2 separate regions of the Mus musculus genome follow, and region 2 is linked to region 1. The links are chromatin contacts, called in public HiChIP or PLAC-seq maps. All regions are on one chromosome and are shown on one strand. Each heading gives the region's core, a stretch centred on a gene start, on an enhancer-like site or on the middle of the called end of the contact. The rest is flanking DNA. Distances are from core to core; before and after follow the strand shown. Region 1 holds the start of Mirt1 (myocardial infarction associated transcript 1). Region 2 has its middle 11 kb from the start of Gm30826.

The links. HiChIP or PLAC-seq counts read pairs in DNA pulled down with a chosen protein or histone mark.
Region 2: a contact with region 1 is called in an H3K27ac HiChIP or PLAC-seq map of double positive thymocytes, with 12 read pairs. The contact joins the enhancer-like site here to the promoter of Mirt1 in region 1. A contact is called at or near these places in 1 of 15 datasets of contacts at CTCF or cohesin (the NIH/3T3 cell line), 22 of 484 Hi-C or Micro-C datasets (CD4 T cells, CD8 T cells, CD8 central memory T cells and 16 more) and 10 of 115 datasets of contacts at active chromatin or transcription factors (CD8 T cells, the HPC-7 cell line, bone marrow-derived dendritic cells and 7 more).

What each region holds. Positions count from the first base shown.
Region 1 is chr19:53,462,775-53,466,898 of GRCm38.p6, forward strand. It overlaps Mirt1 (myocardial infarction associated transcript 1), which reads right to left and starts at 2,022. Exons shown (of 10, transcript NR_028427.1): 1 at 1,912-2,022; 2 at 534-718.
Region 2 is chr19:53,501,173-53,505,296 of GRCm38.p6, forward strand. No RefSeq gene overlaps it. Among named protein-coding and RNA genes, the nearest start is that of Gm30826, 11 kb to the left of the region's middle. Within about 2 kb of position 1,864, at least 56 of the 459 cell types and tissues checked have an H3K27ac peak or open chromatin away from gene starts, as enhancers often do. A contact at or near this core is called in CD8 T cells, cerebellum, cerebral cortex and 3 more, where this site is marked.

The DNA of each region.
Region 1 (4,124 bases), core at 772-3,271:
TAGGTATTAGAGGAAATCATCCCCCAAAACTCAGTAGCTAAAAACAAAACACGAAATAAGCAAGGCATGGGAGATGGCTCAGCCCTTGCAGGCTGGGCTCACAAACAAACAAAAGATTCATTATAGCCAGCGCTGGGATTATGGCTCAGTCAACCAAGCCTTGCAGATCTGAGGATATGAGTTCTGGCCCCTAGAATCCACATAAAAAGCCAAGTATAGCGGGATACATCTGTGGTCCCAGAATCAGCAGGATGGGAGACAGGAGACAGACAGAGCCCTGGTAGCCTCATGGGCTGGTTAGCCTTATGTGCCTGGAAAGTTCTAGGCCAATGAAAGACCCAAAGTGCCTGAGGACCAGCACTAACGTTCATTGTTCTCTTATCTCTACCTATGTGCACCAGGCACATGCTTCCCTCCACTTACACATAAATAAACACGAATCACTTAATTTTTCACAGTTCTATGGGTGACAACTTGGTCAAGGCTCACCATGGTGGTTCATCTCTGCTTCAAGCAATTTAGGCTGAACTCACTCAAATTTTTGGTTCATTGGCTTGCCTGTGGAAGGTGGCTTCCATCACTCAACTGGTCACTGGTTGGGGCTATCACTCATGACACCACTATTCTCCGTGTGCCCTTTCCAGCAGGCTAGCGTTCACATGTGGCAGTTGGCTTGGAGGAGGACAATCCTGAAAGTCATTGGTCAAAGTAGGTCAGCCTAGAGACAAAGGTGAAGAAATGTGGAAGGTTTTGTTAGAAGGCAGTACTAAGACTTACTGGATGACATCGTCATCATCACGGCCACCACCACCACCATCATCATCATCACCTTCATCAACACCATCATCATCATTGTGTGTGTCAGAGAGGAGTATGTGCACACATGCAGTGGCTCTAGGTCTGTGTAGCGTAGAGGACCAACTTTTGAGAGTCCATCCATCCTAGACTCTAGAGATAGAACTCAAGCTATCAAATGTAAGAGGTAAGTGCCTTGACTTGCCCAGCCATCCCTCAGCCTCTACATGGGTTTCTTTAGTCTTCCATAGTTGTTTTTCTGTTTCTGGAATGTATACATAGATACCAGGCCCAGCCTAAAATTAAATTAATTTTTTGAAAAAAATAAATAAGTAGAGATAGATATAATCCTAGCCCTCGAGTGATGGGGTAGGAGGACCTTGAGTTCAAGGTTAGGTGGGCTCATATCAAGAACAAGTCTCTCTCTCTCTCTCTCTCTCTCTCTCTCTCTCTCTACACACACACACACACACACACACACACACACACACACACACACAGGTCTGGGCATGTGGTTTAGTTTAGTGGCAAATCATTGTACCATATCTTAGATTTGACCCCTATGTACAGAAAAGACAAATAGGGAGAAGGAGGAGAAATGAGAGACCAGAGGGAATTGCTGTGTTCAAGGTCACATAGCAAGAAATGGCAGAGTTAGGAGCATACATTAGGTCTCTCGTGTTCCTCATTGCCTCGTGTAATTATGCCAACCTAACTGGACAGATGCCAGAGATGAGGCTCTGTTCTCAAGGAGCTGCCTTGATTCTCAGCTTCCAGTGAGCCTCAGAGAAGTACCTGGTACCTTAAGACTGCTGCTTTCTGAAGAGCACAGGGCAAGGAGAAGGGGGTATGTGGAATTCCCTAGAGTACAGAACAGCCCAGCGCAGGATCAGAGAGGCAGCTGCCCTCCTCAGTCCACAGTGTATGTGGGTGGGTGGGAGTCAGGGAAGGAGGTCAGAGGCCAAGGGAGCCCTCAGGATGGGCAACACACAGCCTGCTTTTTCCCCCGGACCAGTCAGATCTGTACATACACATGGACACCCCCCCCCCCCCCCACACACACACATACACACATACACACTCTGAGACATGCTCCCTTATGCCGCTCTTTAAAACCTGCAAGGAAGCTGTCACTGAGATGGTGCACCGTTCAGCTCTAGGTTGGCAGAAGCAGAAATCTCACGGCTTTGGAACTGTTGGCTTGTGGGAAGAGAGCATGAGAAAGTCAGCTGGCCCAGGAAGTTGTGAAATGCAAGCAACGGTTCTGTTATCAGCCCCTTCCTGTTGTTGTGGCACCTAGGGGAAATCAGGGCCCTTGAGCACCCCACTTCCTCTTACTAGAGGAACTCCTTGGGCCTGCTGAGTCACCTGCTGGGGGAAACACACCTATTTTCAGCCTGAGGTAAATGAACTGACCCATCACCGAGACCACATTTCCATGAGTTTTTTCATCCTGGCTGGTGAGACTGGATAACAGAGGCTCGCCTCCCTGACCCAAGATACCTTCCCTCTTCTCATTTCCTTTCTCAGAGTAGCTTTCTTTGCAAGAAAAACCCTCACATGACCACAGGAAGAGTGTGACGGGGCAACCATGGGTACAATTCTAAGGTGGGGCTGCAGCAAGGGCACCCCACTCCTTGGAGATGACTTTGTCATGAGAATGACTCAATGGCTGAGCATTGCTCTGATAAGTTTATTATTATTATTTGTCATTTTCCTACAGACTCTAAGCCTCCTCATGCCTGGGTAGACCATTTGTATGACCCTGCTGTTGGAGGACATCATTGTTTAAGAGCTAAGACCATAGTAGCCCTGGAGCCCAGTAGCCTGGTTAAAGGTAGGCTTGATCATAGAGTGATGGACTTGGGCCAGACCCCTAATTCCTCTAAGACATGACCTCCTAGCTTCTGGGCTGCTTCCCAGGTCTTCGAGGCAGGGCAGCTGATTCCTAGGATGTCAAAGCAGGAGGGACATCTACATGTCATGTTTAACCCAAACCACACACATACTTTATTGATAGGAAAATAGAAATGGAGGAAGGATCAGGGATTCACCTGGACCCGATGCTCAAATATCCCTCCAGGGCATCTTTTGGCCAGAACTACCTCTTAGGTAAAAACCAATAAACAGTACATGCCAGTGAGAAGGTTTCTATTGGTCAGAACAATTTCCTTTTGTACCTCAGTACCTGGAAGTCAGCACAGCAGAACTGTATTTTGAAGAGAGGGGGTTGGGGACCCTTTGCACCCATTGTCCCCAAAGATTTGCAGAATATAAAGAGAGAACCCTTGTGCAGCTATGAAGCACAAGTTCGGTCGATGTGAAGCATGGAATCTGTAAGTTGATGATAAGTCATTAGTATAGGCCACCCTCCATGTCTGTGTGTTCTGGATCACGGTATTCAACCAGACACAGACTGAAATCACTCGGGAAACAGATTACATCTGCAATAAAGGTGGGAAATAGATCACATCATCTGCAACAAAGATATGCTGTTCTCCTCATCCTTACTCCCCAAACAACACATTTGACAAGTATATATGTTATGATTTGAATACAAAATATCCCCTTCCCAAGAAGGCTGATTTGTTAAACATTTCCATCTGATGGCCCAGTTTTGAGAAATGGAAATTTCAAAAGATGAGGCCTAGTAAGAGACATATGTCACTGGGGTCATGTGATTCCTGTCCATCATGAGGTAAAGAAACTTCTCCATCATGAGGTAAAGAAACTTCTCTGTCATGTATTTCTGCTGTCGTGATGCTCTGCATGTGTGTGGGGGACTAAGAAACCACAGACTCCTGAAAGCCATAAACCAAATTAAATCTTTCCTCCCTTAAATTGCTGTCCAGGTGGTTTTGTAATAATATGCTAAAAGTAGAAAATTAGTACCAGGAGTGGGGTTGTTGCTGTTACTAATCTAGGACAGGTGGTACTTAAGCTTTTGGAATTAGTTTGTTTAAGAGATGTAGCAGCATTTGGAGAAGCATGCTAGAGAAAGTCTAGAATGCTTTAATTCAGAGCCCAGAGCAATTCCAGCAGAAGCTCAGAGTTGTGAGTGCTGTTGGAAATGTAGACAATGAAGAGTTTTATACTCATTGTTCAGGCAGAAATGAAGATTGCATTGGGAACAGAACTAGAGGCCATTCATGTTACATTTTGGCAAGGAATTATAGAAAAGATGGCTTGAGGGCATCTCAGAAATTTCTCAGATCACACCCAGGCAGATCTCTGAGTTCAAACCTAGCTTAGTCTACATAGCAGGTTCCAGGACAGCCAGTGTTACACAGAAAGACAGAGAGAGGGGGGGAGGGAGAGAGAGAGAGAGA
Region 2 (4,124 bases), core at 614-3,113, 38 kb after region 1:
TTCTTTCGTTCGTTCGCTCGTTCATTCCTTTGTTTCTTTCTTTGTTTTTGTTGAGACAGGGCTTCTCTGTATAGCCCTGGCTGTCCTGGAACTCACTCTGTAGACCAGGCTGGCCTCGAACTCAAAAATCTACCTGCCTCTGCCTCCCAAGTGCTGGGATTAAAGGGGTGCGCCACCACCGCCCGGCTGACACCCAGTTCTTAACCTCTCTACCCCAGCCAGCCTCTGCCAGGCCCAGCCTCCAGCCTAGATGGTGTGTTTCTCCCCTCCTTCAATTCGTGTTGCTTCCTGTGTCTGTCTCAGCTCCTGAGGCGTAGTCAGTAGCTTTTTTTGGAGGGGGTGGCTCGCTGTGTAGCTCTGGCTGGCCTTGAACTTACAGAGATCTACCTGCCTCTGCCTACCAAGTGCTGGGATTAAAGGTGTGCACCACACCTCCCAGTGCACCCATACATTTTTTTTTAGTGGGACATAGAGATTGCCACATGGCCTCTCTGCAGATTCTAGGAGAAAAGCCACACCACCCCCACCCCACCACGCCCATCTCCAGTCAAAGGATTAGAGAGAATGTGGAGGCTGCGCACATGCGGGTCAGGAAAAGAAGAGAACAAAGGTTAAGACTGCCAACACTACCAGTCTGGTCCCCCAGCCTGGCATCTTGGAGAAGTGGCTCCAAGTCTGTCCTGAATCAGATGCTTCTCCCAGGGTATTTGACTTTCCAGAAAACAAACAAACAAACAAAACCCACAGGCTGGGACTGTCCTGCAGTTTGGACCCTGGGAAGTCAGGCCAGGCCCCAAATCCAGGGTGAGGACAGTCCGTGCCAAGGACAGCCCCATTCAGTTCCTGCTAAGTCCTTCTCTAGAGCTGAGGCCTCGCAAGCTGGGTAGAGATCCAGTCATGCCAAGGCCTGGCTACAGAGCAGTTTGAGATCAGGCCTGGTTCTGTCCTCTCCTGGGTGGTCCTTATAGATTCCTTCACAGGCCTTAGTGGTCCTATTTCTTCCTAACCCCATTGTCCCCAAACCAACCCACAGCACCAACTCTTTTCTTCGTGGTTGTTTATTTCTGGTAACCACAAGGAAACAAGGCAGAGATAACCAAAATAATAAATCCTGGGAAGGTCTTAAGAGCCTCAAAATTGTGGCAGAAAAATTAGACTCTGCATCCAAGCCCTGTTAGCTGACAGTGAGGTCTTGGGGGGATCTCTCCCTGGACCCAGGTTCCTCAACCAGAAGAACGTGCCAAGAGCAGTTGCCCGAGCTGGGCAAGCCAGCACATACCTACAGTCTCAGCTAGCTGGGAAGCTGAGCTGAGAGGATTGCTTGAGCCCAGGGGTTCAAGACCACCTTAGTAACATAGCTAGACCTCGTCACGGGCAGGGAAGAGGGAGAAGGTGGGGAAATGGAAACCTGGGGGATTGCATTAGAAGGTAAATAAGTCAGAGAAGGCAGTCTGAGGCAGTCTGGTTTGTTTGGAAATGGACACAGCCCATTCATCCCCTCTATGCCATGATCATGATGAGCGTCCATTTCTGTCCTCTGGGTGCACACAGTGAGTTTGGGCACAGGGGTGAGGATTCCGCCTGTAACTACTTCCCTGATGCCCATCTCCTCTGGTCCAGTCTTTCAGCTTTTCTCCGAGACGGTCATCTCTCCCAAAAACATCCCTTCCCCTCCCCTCTTCTCTATCTCCCCTGCCCTTCCAGGCACTAGGCTATTCTCCTGGCCAAACCTCTCTCTAGAGAGAGTCTCTCTCAAGAACATGTGTTGCTTCCCAGAACCGGAAGGTGGGCAGGAGACAGCCCCCGCTGGGTGTGCTTCTGCACAATTTGGAACAACAGACTTCTAGCAAAGCTGCTGTTGCTACCCACAGCTTGCCCTGCTTCCCAGCTGCAGAGCACGTGGCTTCTCCCCAGAGGCACACAAGTAAACAGCAGAGAGTCTGCCAACGTGGAGCACCTGCTGAGTGCTCCACACGGGGTTACCACCCTGGCAGTGGCCCTCTCCAGGCACAGGTCAGGCACAGGAGCGATGAACACCAGGAATGCCCCCGTGCCTCCAAGACTGACGGTCTGTAGGAAGCGGTCAGAGCCCAAGTCAGCCAAGCAACTATTGAAGGTGACAGCTACCATGAAGAAAATAAGTCTGGGCAGTGGGGGTGGGGTGGAGTGGCAGCTGGGTTTAGGGGAGGGGCATCCTCTGTACCAGTGTAGCCAAGGAAGCCTCTCTGAAAAGGAGACATTTGGTGGAGAACTGAATGGTGAGGTACAGTTATGAGAGGAACCAGGAAGATCCAATCGACTACTAGGAATAAGGAATGTAGACACTTTGGGGCAGGAAAAGGGCAAAGATGGTTGGAGCAGAGACATGTTAGGCAGTGGGGTAATAACAGAGAAGTGGGTCAGGGCCCACCATGCATCTTTGTCATAGTAATGGGCTTGTTTTTTATTGTAAAAGCTATGATCTATGAGGTAGAATTTAACTTTTCCTTCCTCCCTCCCTCCCTCCCTCCCTCCCTCCCTCCCTCCCTCCCTCCCTCCCTTCCTTCCTTCCTTCCTTCCTTCCTTCCTAATAGTTGCTCATGCAGTCCAGGCTGTCTTCTAACTCCTAAAGGTGACTTTGGATTCTTGATCCTCCTGTCTTCACCTCTCAAGCAAGCCTTGATATTACAGGTATTCCCCACCTGAATTGCCTTTCTTAAGTAGCCCAGGCTAGCCTCAGACCTGAAGGTGAGCCTGCCTCCATCTCTCCAGTTCTAGGATCATAGGTATATAGGCACAGCAATGCCCAGTTTAGTCAGGACGTAAGCACTGAACCTTACTACTTAGGGTTTGGACAGCTCACTCTGGCAGCCATGTGAAGAACAAATGTTTGTTAGGATGCGTCTGTGGCCTGGCTACCTCATGGGCTGTGGAGACAGAGGAAGGCAAAGGCAGAGACGATGTATGAAAACACTGCAGACACAGAACAGGCCTGAAGAAACAGGCAGCACACTAGGGAGCCTGAGGAGGGCTGCTGGAGGCTACAAGTGACCATACAGGGTTTGGGTGACTGGCTTTCCTTACAGACGACGCATGGGTCTTTTGGAGGCACACATACGGGCAAGATCTGTGCTTACACATCCTTCGTTGGTTCCCAAAAGTGTGTGGCAGATTTCCATTCTTCATAGGTCACGGTCAGAGCCGATATCTGCATCACACGAATGTTCTAGAAATACACAGGGAGTGGTCAGGACAGAAATAACTTATCTGCCCCTCCTTCCTTTTTAAAAATATTGGTCTGTTTGTGAGACAGAGTCTCCATAACATAGCTAAGCTGGCCCTGAACTCTCTATCCTCTGGCCTCCACCTCATGGAAATTGATATTACAGGCACACTCCAGGACACCAAGCCAGCTTACCCTCTTTTTCCATTTCTAAATTTTGTTAACATTGCATATATCCGCATGATAAGAGTTTAAGTGTACTAGGACACACTGCTTAAAACCCTCTTTCCACCTCTGTGTCCCCTCCCTGGAAAACATTCTCTGCTCTCTGTTTGCTTTTTAGTTGTTTCCAGAAAGGAGCATCACGTAGTACTATGCCATGCGTTTCTCACTGTTAACACCTATGCCTGATATACACAAACACACACACTCATGCATATATATATATATATATATATATATATATATATATATATATATATATATTCTCTGAAAACTCACTTGTCATCAAGCCTACAGTTATCCAGTAGATCACTACAGAGAGCTGTGCTCACGGCTGGGGCAGCAGTCGCCTACCCTGCCAAAGGATGAACGTGTGGATGGTTTCTGGTTTCTGCTATGTCATAGACATTGTTGCAATAAACATATGTGGGTCTTTGTTCTCCTGCTTGGCTTACCTCCTAGAAGCAGAATTCCTTGCTCGGGATAATTACATATGTGTTTTCTGCTTTGATAAATGCTGACCCAGAGCCTGTTCCCACCCTCTCCTTGCTGACAGAGGCCCTCACTGTGTCAGTGGGAGCCCTGAACAGATGCTTCGTCTATGTGTGTCACTCCCAAAACCTTACAACACGTACTTTTTAATGTAAAGACACCAGCATTGATGCTGTGAGCATTATCACCTCAATTCTGCAACCAAGAA